2 separate regions of the Zea mays genome follow, and region 2 is linked to region 1. The links are chromatin contacts, called in public Hi-C maps. All regions are on one chromosome and are shown on one strand. Each heading gives the region's core, a stretch centred on a gene start, on an enhancer-like site or on the middle of the called end of the contact. The rest is flanking DNA. Distances are from core to core; before and after follow the strand shown. Region 1 has its middle 84 kb from the start of LOC103647016. Region 2 has its middle 63 kb from the start of LOC100272522.

The links. Hi-C and Micro-C count contacts between places; a contact is called where the count stands out from the background.
Region 2: a contact with region 1 is called in a Hi-C map of tassel, with 1.9 times the contacts expected there. The contact joins two enhancer-like sites. A contact is called at or near these places in 2 of 25 Hi-C or Micro-C datasets (ear and tassel).

The regions. Positions count from the first base shown.
Region 1 is chr2:139,406,143-139,413,494 of Zm-B73-REFERENCE-NAM-5.0, forward strand. No RefSeq gene overlaps it. Among protein-coding and RNA genes, the nearest start is that of LOC103647016, 84 kb to the left of the region's middle. Within about 2 kb of position 3,424, at least 10 of the 20 cell types and tissues checked have an H3K27ac peak or open chromatin away from gene starts, as enhancers often do. A contact at or near this core is called in ear and tassel, where this site is marked.
Region 2 is chr2:139,623,966-139,631,317 of Zm-B73-REFERENCE-NAM-5.0, forward strand. No RefSeq gene overlaps it. Among protein-coding and RNA genes, the nearest start is that of LOC100272522, 63 kb to the right of the region's middle. Within about 2 kb of position 4,301, at least 20 of the 20 cell types and tissues checked have an H3K27ac peak or open chromatin away from gene starts, as enhancers often do. A contact at or near this core is called in ear and tassel, where this site is marked.

The DNA.
Region 1 (7,352 bases), core at 2,174-4,673:
TTATGCTATACTAGGTATTTAATAACTTCAGAAATTCATAACTTAATAATCGTAACTCCGAATTTAGTGGTTCTTGTCTCTACGATCTCGTTACGCAGCGAAGAATATTATTATGCAGTTTGTTCTTATGTTTGGTGTGATGTTAATTTTGCCCATATCATGTTTGTTTGTATTGCTACGACTAGCAGCGAGGTTACGTGTCACCTGAAGAGCAAGTTGGTACCTGGAATCTCATGTCCCAGGCAAGTTGTGCCCTTGATCACTTCTTTTTACCCAGTCATGTTCTGATTAATCATAATGATCTGCATAGGTTAATTTTGATGGGACCCAACAGGTTACCCTAGTTTGATTATCTTTATACCTTGACTCCACTAAACTTTTTGGGTAGTACCTGCTATTGCTTTATGTGGTTTTGGGTATGTAGATTACACTATTCATGATTATACTTTTGTTGTCAGTTGTTATTTATTATTCATGTTAAGATCATTATGTTAATTGGAACATGGAGAACCACCCGGGAAAACAGTGCTACCACAAGGGTTTATGGACACCCTTGGCTGATTAACTAGGAAAGCTAGTGGATGATTACCTTACCCGAAAGGGGCAAGGGCAGTAAGGGAGTGGTCAGTGTAGGGAGGTCCTTGGTTGATTTTGCTGCGATGGCGGTCAGTCGAGGGACTCCTGCACTGGAGCTTCCTATAAACTGTAGCGGGTTTTCTAAAGCTAGTGGAACTTTGTAAAGGCCTCGTAGTGTTATCCTGCCTCGCCTCCTCGGTAGAGGTGTATGGGATTGGCCGTCTCTTGGCAGATGGGTAACATGACTTGTGGGTAAAGATGCGCAACCTCTGCAGAGTGTAAAACTGGTATACTAGCCGTGCTCACGGTCATGAGCAGCTTGGACACTCACATGATTAAATTATGGAACTTAAACTCAATTTGTCATATCCATTGCATCGCAGGTGAGGTTGTTACTTTTGTTCTACTACTTAATTGGGTTGGTATTTACTTATACTTAGTAATTGCTAATAAAATTTTGACCAACTTTAAAAGCAATGCTCAGCTCTAACCATCCTCTTTGGTAAGCCTTACACTTCACGTGAGCTCTCACCTTTGGCGAGTTCATGCACATTATTCCCCACAACTTGTTGAGCGATGAACGTATGTGAGCTCACTCTTGCTGTCTCACACCCCCCATAGGTCAAGAATAGGTACCACAGGATGAGGCGCATGGAGGATGCTGCAATGTGTTCGTGAGAGGTCTAGGTCGTCGTCTCCCAGTCAACTTTGGATTGTTGGACCGTTGTCTCCTTATAATGTAATTATTTATGTATTTATTTTGTATAGAAATCCTCTTATATAGTAAAGATGTGACATTCGATCATGTGCCATGATTCATCATATGTGTGAGACTTGGTCCCAGCACACCTGGTGATTATGTTCGCGCCCGGGTCTTGGTGCCCCGAAACCTGGGTGTGACACTGGAGACTACCCATCTGGAACTCAACGGGAAGTTGTTCGTTAACACGTAGCAGGCCCCTACTTGGCGCGCCAACTGTCGGCGTTTCGACCCCGGGGGGTCCCTGGACCGACGAGTAAATTTGTCGCTGCGCGTCCCAGCCAGATGGGTTGGCGCGAGATGGAACACAAGGAGGAAAACGCGGCTCGTGTTATCCCACGCCAGGGGAGGTGTGCTCGTAGTAGGGGTTACAAGCGTTCGCGAGAGAGAGAGAGAGAGTGAGCCTGTTCGTCAGCTCGTTCTCCCGCGCGACCTTTTGCATGAAGGCCCTGGACCTCCCTTTTATAGATGCAAGGAGAGGGTCCAGGTGTACAATGGGGGGTGTAGCTGGGTGCTAACGTGTCTGGCAGGGAAGTGCCGGAGCCCAGTGTACATGCCAACGTGGCTGTCGGAGAAGTGCTTGAGCCCTGCGTAGGCGATAACGTGACCGTCGGAGAAGTGCTTTGAGCCCTGTAGAAGCACAGCTGTCGGTGCTGCTGGGATCTTGCTGATGTCTCCCTGCTTCCGTAGGGGGCTGAGAACCACCGTTGTCATGGACGCACGCGGGGAGCCATCATTACTTGTTATCGGGGCGAGCCAGATGGGATGCCGGTCTTGTTCCCCCGTAGCCTGAGCTAGCTAGGGGTAGGGTAATGATGTATCCTCCGTCGCGCGGTCGGTCCGAGCCCAAGGTCGGGCGAGGCGGAGACTTCTCCTGTGGCCAAAGTTGAGGCCGAGCCCTGGGGTCGGGCGAGGCGGAGACCACCTTCCGAGGCCGAGGTTGAGGCCGAGCCCTGGGGTCGAGCGAGGCGGAGACCTCCTCCTGAGGCCGAGGCCTAAGGTCGGGCGAGGCGGAGCTTCCTGTTGCGCCTGAGGCTGAACTTGACTGTTGTCAGCCTCACCCTGGTGGGTGGCACGGCAGTCGGAGCGGAGCGAGCGGCGCTGTTTTCCTGTCAGGTCGGTCAGCGAAAGGGCGAAGTGACTACGGTCACTTCGACCTTGCCGACTGAGGCACGTGTGTCAGGATAAGGTGTCAGGCGATCCTCGCATTGAATGTGCCTGCGATACGGTCGGTTGGAGAGGCGATTTGGCCAAGGTTGCTTCTCGACGAAGCCTGCCCGAGCTGGGCCTCGGGCGTGCCGAGGGTGCGCCCACTGCCTGAGGAGGCCCTCGGGCGAGACGTAACTTCGTCCGGGACTACAGTTCTCGCCCGAGGCTGGGCTCGGGCGAGGCGAGATCGCGCCCCTTGGGTAGATGAAGCCTTGACCTGAATCGTGCCCATCAGTCTTTGCGGTTTGTGCTGATGGTGGTTACCAGCCGTGTTTAGGAGTGTTGGGGTACCCCTAATTACGGTACCCGACAGGGAGAGTAGGTCTCCGGAACTCGTCACATTCGAGAGGGAGAAGGCAAATAAGGTTTTTTAGAAGCGCCTTCACGCGACTCCTCGTGCTCTTCTGCATGACTGCCACCGATGTTGTCGATCCTGCCGCTTCCACGTCGTCAATCAGTATATCTAATCAGTACGCATTATCTAATCTAATCTCATACTTTAGTTTATCTGTTGTTATGGATGTATTGTGCGTACTGCTTGCTAGCTTGTTAGCGAACAACATGCTAGTTTATTTATTGTTGTTTATGATTTATATTCGGAATTTAATATGTAATTTATCTATTTATTCAACGATCACTTGGCGTCGGGCAGCAAACAAGAGCATCGTTCTGTGATTAATCCATGATGATCCTTGGAAATGGAGATGACAGGAGTAGCATGCATGCGGCCTTGTCTTGCCTCTCTATGTATCTGTTGGAACGACTCTGAGGGAGGGAGAAAGAAAAGGAGCATCAGCTGAGGTGGTAGTCAGGAAGTGTGTGCAGGGAGTGTGTGGAGGTGAGTGAAGAGGCGCTTTTGGGGATGAGCTGTCAGCAGCATTAGATGCTCCCCGCCGCTCTGACACCCCGCACCTGCGATGTCTCCCCTCGTTCCGCTGCCCCGCTCCCGTCTACCCACCAACGAAACACATCCATCCCATGCCACGGAGCTCATCAGTAGACCATCAAATTGAAGAAGCCAAATATGAGATGGTTCTGGCGGTGGTGGACACTGGCCATAGAGCTCCTCCTTCTAGCCTTTGATCAGCTCACCTGTTATGTGGACTGTAATTGTATAGGATTCAATCAAAACAAGCATATTTGTTTAGATAGTCGAGCTTTTTAATTTACTTCCACACTAGATTCATTACTTTTTTGAACATGCATATTTGTTGTTGGTTACTATTAACCAAAACACTAATTGAACCTACGTAAATACCGACCACCTACGTCCGGAAAAGAAAAGGTCAGCTTGTTTATTTTAGGATAATTAAACTTTAGTCTTTTTAGTCCCTAAAGAAACAAACACGGTAATTAAAAGCCCCTAACTAAAATTTAATCCTCTAATCACCGAGGGGATGACTAAAAGTTACTAAAATCAGTGGCGGACCTATGATTTTTACATAGGGTGTGCCGCAACAAAATTTTCATATAGAATTTTATCTAATGTACATATAATTTCATAGTAAATTTGGTAAACAATTTGATATATAGATATAAAGTTTGACACTAAACAAATAAGCATGAAAATTGCATACATTAAACATAAAGATTGCAATAACACAACTTATCTGGCCTACACCGCATCAAAAATGGTCATTAGGCAGCACCCAGAAAAAGGCAGCACCGCAACAAACTAGCAACTTGTATCAATCACGAGCAGCAGGCAACAAGCCAGCAACTCGCGTCTCGCGGCCGCCAGGAACAGCCGAACAGGCACATGCGTCAGGCAGTTTGACGACTGGGCGTTGGCGGACAGCCGCGCGCAGGCGCAACGCGCACTCGCCAGGCGCCCAGGCCCAGCCGGCCAGCCGCCCAGGCGAACAGTTCGCACTCCGCACTCGCCACTTCGCCAGCAGTAGCTAGGTCTCTACTTGCCAGCCGCCAAAAACAGGTGAACGAGAAGCTGAAGGATCGGGGAAGTTGGAACGGCCTTCAGCGCTCGGCGGCCGAACGGGTGGGGTCCTTGGTGGGCCTAGCTTAGGGTGTGCCAGGGCCCACCCGGACCCCCTATGGGTCCGCCCCTGACTAAAATGACATTTATATAACATGTGTCCTCTCCCTTCTTCCCTGCACCCTATTAAATATGGGTAATGCAGTCTATATGTATAGTAATTAATGCTCTAGCCAGGTTTAGTCACTGAAACCAAATATGTATTTTAGTGACTAAACTTTATTCACTAAAGTTCAGTCAGATGACTAAAGAACCAAACAAGATCTAGCTCTATGACTAATCGAATGATATAAACTTTACCTAGGTCTACAAATTAAAATAGAGTATCAACAGTTGTAACGCAAAATATACCAGATAAAATAGTTATCACCATGTGTTGAGCACCATATCCACCACCTGGGAAAGGCCGAACGATTTAGCTCTGTGACTGGATCGTTCGCCCATAGGCATGAATGGTCCACGAGTTGATTAGATTTCGCGAGATTAAACCCTTTTATGTGCGTGTTTTTTCATTTGAACTTGCAGATTCTTTTGGAGGATGCCTAGAAACGGGTCCAGACCTCCCCTTATATATATATATATATATATGAAGGGGTACGACCAATTGGCGGAACAACTCCAAGTGATTGGCGTCCAGATTTGCGCCAACACACTTTTGGCGACTTCGCTGGGGAATCTGAGATTGGATTTATCAGATCAGCCCCATATGGCCGGTTCAAAAGATAACTCCAATGTCTCCCCTAGCAATATCATCAAACCAACCACGGATGACCTGTCTATTGAAGAATATCAGAAGCTAGAAGACATCGGGAAGAAGATACATGCAGAAGTCGATGAGAAGTTCTGAGCTAATTTCAACGTCAATCGAAACCAAAAGCTCGTCTGTCAAAGGGAATGCAACCTGGCGAATCTTTGACCCACCACACTCGAACCCACTATAAGTAAATCTGACGACATCCAAGATCTTCGACCTTACATAGATGAATAATGAGAACAGATGCAACAAGTATTAGGGGTGTACAAGAGGATTATAGGAGGCTAGCACGTGCGTTTGATAAATCTGCCATTACCCATTTTCCATCGCATGATGTTGAAACTAAAGAAAACCTACAAGATCCATTGGCTGCAAACGAGCATGCCCAATCCCAACCACTTTATGGGATCCCGATGAACTCTTGCACTGGACAAACACATCCTCCACCACCTATATGGGAACAACTCGTGCCCCTGCGCACGACCGGACAATCTAGCCCCGAGGCTAGACGGTCCAGCCCAGCGGCGATCGACTCTATCCCTCGCTACAAACCACAGAGGCCCACACCAAGAACAATAGAGATGCTCGGACCATTCGGCTATTCACACGAACCATCTAAGCACATCACCGGACCATCCGTTATATGGTATGCAGAGCAAAATGTAGATTTTTACTAGCAACCCTCTTATCAGCCCCCAACTAACGTCTCTCTAGCACCCATAGCCCCTCAGGGTCGTGGAATGGACCCACCCACACAATGGTACGAGCCTTTTTTGGCCCCTAGAAGCCTGGAAAGATCTAACATGCAATATGATGTATCTAGAGCCAACATTAATGTCCCACATTACTAAAGTCCGTGGGCAAGGGAGCGACAAAATGATACACCAGCATCCACACATATGGACCAAAGGGCCGGTGGATTACCACATGCCACCATTGATATAGTTAGAGAGGAGATAGCTGGGGCATTCCGAGACAAACTTGAAGTTAACATGTCCCGTGGTGGGCAATTGTATCAGATGCCATATGATAGACGATTCGACTACAACCCATACCTATAGGGGACGAGAATACCTGAATTTACAATTTTTTCGAGTGAACTGGGTAGGAGCACACATGAGCACATAGGCCAATTCTTAGCCCAATTAGGGGAATTGGTTGATAAGGAGGCATTCCGCGTACATTTATTCACATTATCCCTAACCGGTACTGCTTTCGCATGGTACGCCACCTTGCAACCTAACTCTATTAACTCTTGGGGAGATTTAGAGCAGAAGTTTCAAGACCATTTTTTCTCTAGGGATTATGAGTTAGATCTAGTCGACTTAGCAACCCTACAAAAAGGGAAGGATGAATCAATTAATGATTATATCCGAAGGTTCTGGGACAATAGAAACAAATGCTTCCAAATCCATATTGCAGAAAAGCAAGAAGTAGGGCTAGCCCTTATTGGGATGTGCTATTATCTAAAAAATAGAAGGCATCCAATTTTTTACATTTGCACAACTACATCAGCGGGCCTTAGCTTGTGAAAGTCGAAGCAAAGATACACCTAAGGCTCGAACGACAAATGTAGCTCGAACGATGAGCCAAAGGAGGTTTATGCCACTGAGATGGTTTGCCCAGCCAAGACCAAACTGTCATCCTGTACCTCTCTCAAATAGAATCGGCAAGAAGAGGTATTACATTTAGTTTTGCCAAATTGAACAAAATATTTGATGAATTAATAAAGAGAGACAACATTAAAATGACTCATACCATCTCACCTGCTGATAAATTTAAAAGGAAAGCCTATTATAAATGGTAATTCTTTTTCTCAAGCTACTAATGATTGCAATGCATTTCGTCGACAGATACAATCGATCATTAATGAGGCGATTGAATTTTCAGGAAATGCAGGTGGATAAACAGCCCTTCCCTGTCAACACCCTCGATCTCAATGGTAAAGAAGTCTTGGTCTGGCTAGAGGTGACCGATAAAGGCAAGGGAAAGGGTGTCCTCATCGGCGAACCTCGGGTTCCCGATGAAAACAAGAAAACTCTCTCTAGGAAGGTATTTGC
Region 2 (7,352 bases), core at 3,051-5,550, 220 kb after region 1:
TATTTATTTAATCGTCAACTATTAAAATAGTAAGTTAGTCAAAACTAATTAGTAGTATTAATTTACATTTGATTAATATCAATTAATATAGAAATGTCGGATTAAATATTCTAATTAATATTTGCTGAGTGTAAACACTCTAACTCCTCGACCGTAGCTTCGACTATCGTGGTTCTTTTCCTCGCGTAACCGTAGATGCGCTCTCTATTTTATATTGCTCACTTTTATAATATTTTATATTGTATGGTGTAATGTTCTTATGCATATGTATATGTTTGTTTGCTTGTGCCTGTTCGTCTTCGCTTCACGTTGCGATTAGATCGCGATTCGTTTCTGAGCTTCGTGGAATCGACAATCAAGCATGGCGACCAAGTGATCGAACTCTTCGAGTTCTACGAGATCGAAGACCCTGAGCATCTATTTGGTGAAGGTAAGTGTCCCTTGACCCATCTATGTCCTACTCATTCTTATAATTCACTCCCCGCATTTACACAGTTTATACCTGAGGATTGACTAGCTTTTGTTTATCTTGTCCTTGTTTACCTATTCTGGTTGGGTTGGTTTAGCCATATGCTAGTGCTTCACATTAATCAATGAACATGATAAGATTATCTATGATACGTTGTTTTCCCTTTTGATTATGATGATGGTACTGTGACATTTATGGGCACTCGAGCTGTTTCTCGAGTGCCTCTCCGTAAGGACTGGTTCGTTGGATGACCGCTCGGGAAAACAGTGCAACCATGAGGGTGGAGTGGGACGCCCTTAGCTGAATAATTAGAGGAACTGGGTGTAGTTCGCTTCGCCGTTATACCGTTAATGGGGCTCGGTGTATGCGGCTCACTCTGCCAAGGTTGGTTCGTCCCTTGGGGAGGAGTGCGGTGCATTTAGGAAACCTAACGGACGGCTACAGCCCCAGGAAATCTTTGTAAAGGCTACGTAGTGAAACCCTGCCTATTCACCTTGGTAGTGTTTAAGGGTTTAATCGGCCCGAGGCAAGAGGAAATCACGGCTTGTGGGTAAAGTGCGCAACCTCTGCAGAGTGTTATAAAACTGATATATCAGCCGTGCTCGCGGTTATGAGCGGCCAAGGGAGATCCATTGATTAGAGATACTTCGATCAGAGATGGTTGGTTTACAGGTGGTGATGAGGATGATGGTTTTGATTATGATTATGGTAATGGTTTATGGTATTCTTTCCGTTTGGAAAGGATACTTTTGGGTTAACAACTTGGGTTAATGCTAAAACTTGGCTCTCTACTAGTAATAATAACCTGACCAACTAAAAGCAACTGGTTGACCATAACCCCACATAAAGCTAGTCCACTTCAGCCAAACGGGACATTTGCTGAGTACGTTGATGTGTACTCACCCTTGCTTTCACAAAACACCAAGTTGCCTTTGATGCAATCTATGCTCAGGTAAACAAAGAGAAGAAGGCGTGGAGGTGGATCTCCAGGAGTTCCAGGATGTCAATGAGTTCGAGGATTAGGCTAGCGACCTCCCCCAGTCAGCTGCCTGTGGTGGGTTAATTTACGTTGGCTACGTTTCTATTCTGTGTACTTTGATTATATTATGTAAATGGCTCTAGTCTGTAATATTATTACTTACTCTTTATTGTAATTTGAAGCATTGTGCTATGATGAGTCATGTAAGTAATCGCTGTGTACGTGAATTACTGATCCTGGCACGTACATGGTTCGCATTCGGTTTACCTTCTAAAACCGGGTGTGACAGTTATATATCGCAAGGGTGAGCTCACAAAAGATCATAGCTCAACAAGTTGTGGGGAATAATGTGCATGAACTCACCAAAGGTGGGAGCTCATGTGAAGTGTAAGGCTGATCAAAAAATAATGGTTAAAGCTAAGCATTGCTTTTAATAAGTTGGTCAAATTTTATTAGCAGTTACTAAATATAAGTAAATACCAACTCGAATAATGAGAGATCAGAATTAATAAATAAACCACAATGCGATGCAAATGACCAAATAAATTTAATTTCATAAATTACTCATGTGAGGGTCCGAGCCGCTCATGACTGTGAGCACGGCTGATATGCCAGTTTTACACTCTCCAGAGGTTGCACATCTTTACTCACAAGTCGTGTTACCCATTTGCCACGGGGTTGATCAGGCCCCATACACCTCTACCAAGGAAACGAGGCAGGGTAGTACCACGAGGCCTTTACAAAGTTCGACTAGCTTCAGAAAACCCGCTACAGTTTCTAGGGAGCCCAGTATAGGAATCCCCTGTCTGAAAAGCAATCGCAGCAAAATCAACCCGAGAACCTCCCTATACTGACCACTTCCCTACTGCCCTTGCCCCTTTCGGGTAAGGTAGTCCTCCACTAGCTTTCCTAGTTAGTCAGCCAAGGGCGTCCCATACCACCCTTGTGGTAGCACTGTTTTCCCGGGTGGTCGCTCCATGTTCCAATTAACATAATGATCTTGTCATGAACAGTAAATAACACATTTGTAATAAAAGCATGCTCATGAATAATGTGTATCTTAACACCCAATACCACATAAAGCAATAGCAGGTACTACCCAAAAGTTCAGTGGTAAACAAGGTATAAAGATAGCCAAACTGGGGTGACCTATTAGGTCCCATCAAAATTAGCCTATGCAGATCATTAATGATTAACAGGAACATTATTGGGTAAATTGAAGTGATCAAGGGCAAAACTTGCATCAACGAGCTCCTGCTCAGTATTTTCCACCTGCTGAGCACCTGGGTACTCAGTTGCTTGCCCGTCTACTCGCAACATACAAACAAACATGGTACATGAGAAATTAACATCACACCAATCATGAGAACATAATGCATGATAATATTCTACACATCGTAACGAGATCATAGGTTTGAGATTCACTAAATTCGGAGTTACTATTAAAGAGTTATGATTTTCCGCAGTTTTAAGTGTTTAATATAAAATAAATTGAGCAGATAATTTCAATCTATGTTTCATGATAAAACAGAGTTACCAGGTGATGAACAATATTAATACAAAATTAATGTAGTTGGAATGGATTAAAAAGGAGCTAGAATGAATTACTTATAAATTAATTAAGATTCTAAAATTATTTTAATACTTAAAAATCATTTTCTGGCTTAATCTATTGAATCAGAGCTCAAGTTAGACTATGGCTGCAAATTCTGAAACCTTCAGCGGCCAGACCATAAATATTTGGGCTGAATGGTAATAAACTTAGAACACGCGGGGACGACGGGTTTATTTATTAAAACATGAGGGGTTCTTTTGCAAACTTTCTAGGCTGAAGAGGTATGCTTCAACCAGGACCCTCCGATCGCAAACTTACCCTCCCGATTAGACCAGCGCACCCATGAACTGGTACGCGATACTAGACGTTGGATCGAAGATCAACGGTGGGGAGTTTATCTACCCTAGATCGGTTGTAGTCCATTCGATTGAGATCAACGGCCAATAGCTACACCGACCCAAGCGTTACCAGCACGATAATCATGACCGTTCATGTCCAGATCGACGACCACCACCAATCGCGCGCGCAAGACGACCGGACGCGGCGGCGCCCGCCCTCCCACGGCGGCGCCATGGCCGGCAAAATCCACGCAGACGCTCGGTTACACCATATTTGAAGGGGGTCAGTGCTACACGCAGCTAGGACTAGGGCGAACTCACTCGGAACGGTTGCACCGACCACAACACGGTCTAACACGCCTGCCCACGATACTGACGGCGCTAGAACGAAAACCTGACCCTTGAGACCAAATTTGTGCCCGACTAGCACGCCATTAGCACCGGCACGATATTAACCAAGGAGAGGGATAAGGCGAGGGTAAGGAAGAGGGGTCTCACCGCGAGCGGAGGTAGGATTGGCGCAGGACACCCGCGGTGGAGTTGTGTACCTGCCATGCTCCAACGAGGAATTGGGTAGTCGCCGGCCAATTACACGCGTGACCACCCACACCAATACGATCCTTGGCCCCAAGGGAAACCACCACAAACCCAGCCAAAGCCCGAGTGGCGAAGACTTGGGCGAATCGCAGAGGCAACAGCGGCAATCCAATTTGGTTCCTCCCAGATTTCGTCCTTACTGACGGTAGCTGGCTATAGGGCGGAAGGGTGAAGAAGGGGAAAGATACCTCCATGGCACGAGGTTTTTATGTCCGGGCATCGGCGACTGCGGAGCTGGTGGCAGCTGCAACGGCCACCACTGGTTCTAACGGGGTTCGCCGGGCGGTTGACGAAGGAGGCGCCGGTCACGTGGGCCTAGGGAGTCAGCCGGTCAGCACGACCAGTGAACACGTGAATCAAGCAGATAGGATGGGCCTGCCTGTCGGCGCGGTGTGACGCCGAGTTGGGCCGAGCAACGGAGAGTGCGAATGGGCCGAGGGACAAGTTTGAGCACAGCGCGGTTTGTTTGTTTTTATTTTTTTTCTTTTCTTTTTCTTTTCTGTTTTCTTTTCTTTTATAATTTCAGTTGTCAAATTCAGATTTTCAAACTTAAAATTGTATCATAATTTAAAGTACAAATGCAACATTACAAGAACTTCGGCATGAGATGCATATTTCTGTATTTATTTATTTGTTATTTGACCAGCATAATTCCATGAATTGAATATGTACAAAGAAAAGAAAACTAAATAATCTCTAAAGGTTCCTAAATCCAAAATGCCAACATATGCATAGATTTATTTATTTACTTTATCATTTTTCTCTTACATAATTTGGGCTTTACAAATCCTACCCCTTAAAAGGAATCTCGACCTCGAGATTAAGACGAACTAGGAAAAAGGTGGGGAAATTCTACTCTTAATTCTTCTTCTCTCTCCCAAGTGGCTTCATCTTCACTGTGATGACTCCATTGCACTTTGCACATTTTGATCATTTACTCCTCGTAACGGGAGTCAAAGTATCAAGGATTTTGATAGGGTACTCAGTATAAGTCAGATCATCTTGAACACTAAGCTCTTCCATAGGCAGTTGCTCTTCTGGTACCCTGAGGCAATTCTTCAACTGGGATACGTGAAAGACATCATGCACATCTGCTAGATGGTCGGGTAGTTCTAGTTGGTAGGCAACTTCCCTTACTCGCTTTAGGATCATGAAGGGTCCAATAAAGCGAGGGGACAACTTCCCTTTAACTTTAAACCTCCTCATACCTCGGATCGGTGACACCTTCAGATACATATGATCACCCTCCTTAAACTCTAACTGCCTTCTCCGGGTATCTGCATAGCTTTTCTGCCTAGAATGGGCAATTCTCAAGTTCTCCTGTATCAATCGTACTTGTTGTTCTGCCTCTTGTACAATTTCTGGCCCAAAGAACTACCTTTCACCAGTTTGATCCCAATACAGAGGTGTTCTGCACTTCCTGCCATATAAAGCCTCAATAAGGGACATCTTCAAACTGGCCTGGTAACTGTTATTGTAAGAGAACTCCGCATAGGGTAAACTCTTATCCCAACTGCCACCATGTTTAAGAGCACAAGCTCTTAACATATCTTCTAGTACTTGGTTGGTTCTCTCGGTTTGCCCATCAGTTTGAGGATGGTTGGTCGAGCTGAAATTCAGTTTCCTATCCAAGAACTCATGCAACTTCTGCCAAAACCGAGAAGTGACTGGGATCCTCGGTCTAACACGATCTTCTTAGGCACTCCATGTAGACAAACTATTCGTGCCATGTACAACTCTGCTAGTCTGGCACCCGAATATGTGGTCTTCACTGGGATAAATTGGGCCACCTTAGTTAGTCTGTACATAATCACCCAAATAGAGTCATACCCAGTAGATGTGCGGGGTAGACCTACAATGAAGTCCATACCAGTTTCTTCCCACTTCCATTCATGAATCTTAAGTGGGTGCAGCAAACTAACAAGTCTCTGATGTTCAGCTTTCACCCTCTAGCAAACATCACATACGCTACATGTGAAGCTACATCTCTCTTTAGATCATTCCACTAGTACTTCTGCTTCAGATCCTGCTACATCTTGGTACTACCAGGATAGATGGAATAGGTTGAGTCATGAGCTTCCTTCAATATGTTTTCGCGGAGATTGTCAATCTCAGGAACACATATCCTGTTCTTGAACCAGATTGTGCCTTGATCATCCTCTATGAAGTCCAAACCTCTGCCTTCTGCCATAAGATCTTTGATCTCTTGAATCTTGGCATCACCAACCTGACCTTTGTGTATTTCTGGTTCCAAGGTTGGTTCTACCTCTATGGTAACTCCTTTTGTGTGAGCAACTATTCCCAGGTTGAGATTTTCAAAATCTTCTGCTAACTCATAAGGTAGCTAGGTAACAATAACTATGAAAGTCGCCTAGAGGGGGGTGAATAGGGCGAATCTGAAATTTATAAACTTAAGCACAACTACAAGCCGGGGTTAGCATTAGAAATATAAACAAGTCCGAGAGAGAGGGCAAAAACAAATCGTAAGCAAATAAGAAGTGAGACACAAGGATTTGTTTTACCGAGGTTCAGTTCTTGCAAACCTACTCCCCGTTGAGGTGGTCACAAAGACCGGGTCTCTTTCAACCCTTTCCCTCTCTCAAACGGTCACTTAGACCGAGTGAGCTTCTCTTCTCAATCAAACGGGACACAAAGTCCCCACAAGGACCACCACACAATTGGTGTCTCTTGCCTCGGTTACAATTGAGTTGATCACAAGAAAGAATGAGAAAAAGAAGCAATCCAAGCGCAAAAGCTCAAATGAACACAAGTCACTCTCTCACTAGTCACTATTTGATTGGGAATGATCTTTGGACTTGGAAGAGGATTTGATCTCTTTGGTGTGTCTTGTATTGAATGCTATAGCTCTTGTAAGGTGTGGGAAGTCTGAAAACTTGGATGCAATGAATGGTGGGGTGGTTGGGGTATTTATAGCCCTAACCACCAAACTAGCCATTTGGTGGAGGTTGCTGTCGCATGGCGCACCGGACAGTCCGGTGCGCTACCGGACACTATCCGGTGCGCTAGCCACGTCACCCGGCCGTTGGATTCTGACCGTTGGAGCTTCTGTCTTCTGGGCCACCGGACAGTCCGGTGGTGCACCAGACAAGTCCTGTAGACTGTCCGGTGCGCCTTCTGGCGCGTGCTTGACTTCTGCGCGCACTGTAGCGCATTGAATGCAGTTGTAGGTGACCGTTGGCACTGAAGTAGCCGTTGCTCCGCTGGCACACCGGACAGTCCGGTGCGCCAACGGACACTGTCCGGTGCTACACCGGACAGTCCGGTGAATTATAGCGGAGTGGCTCTTAGAATTCCTGAAGGTGAGCAGTTCGGAGTTGGAGTCCCTGGTGTACCGGACACTGTCCGGTGGTGCACCGGACACTGTCCGGTGGCACACTGGACAGTCCGGTGCGC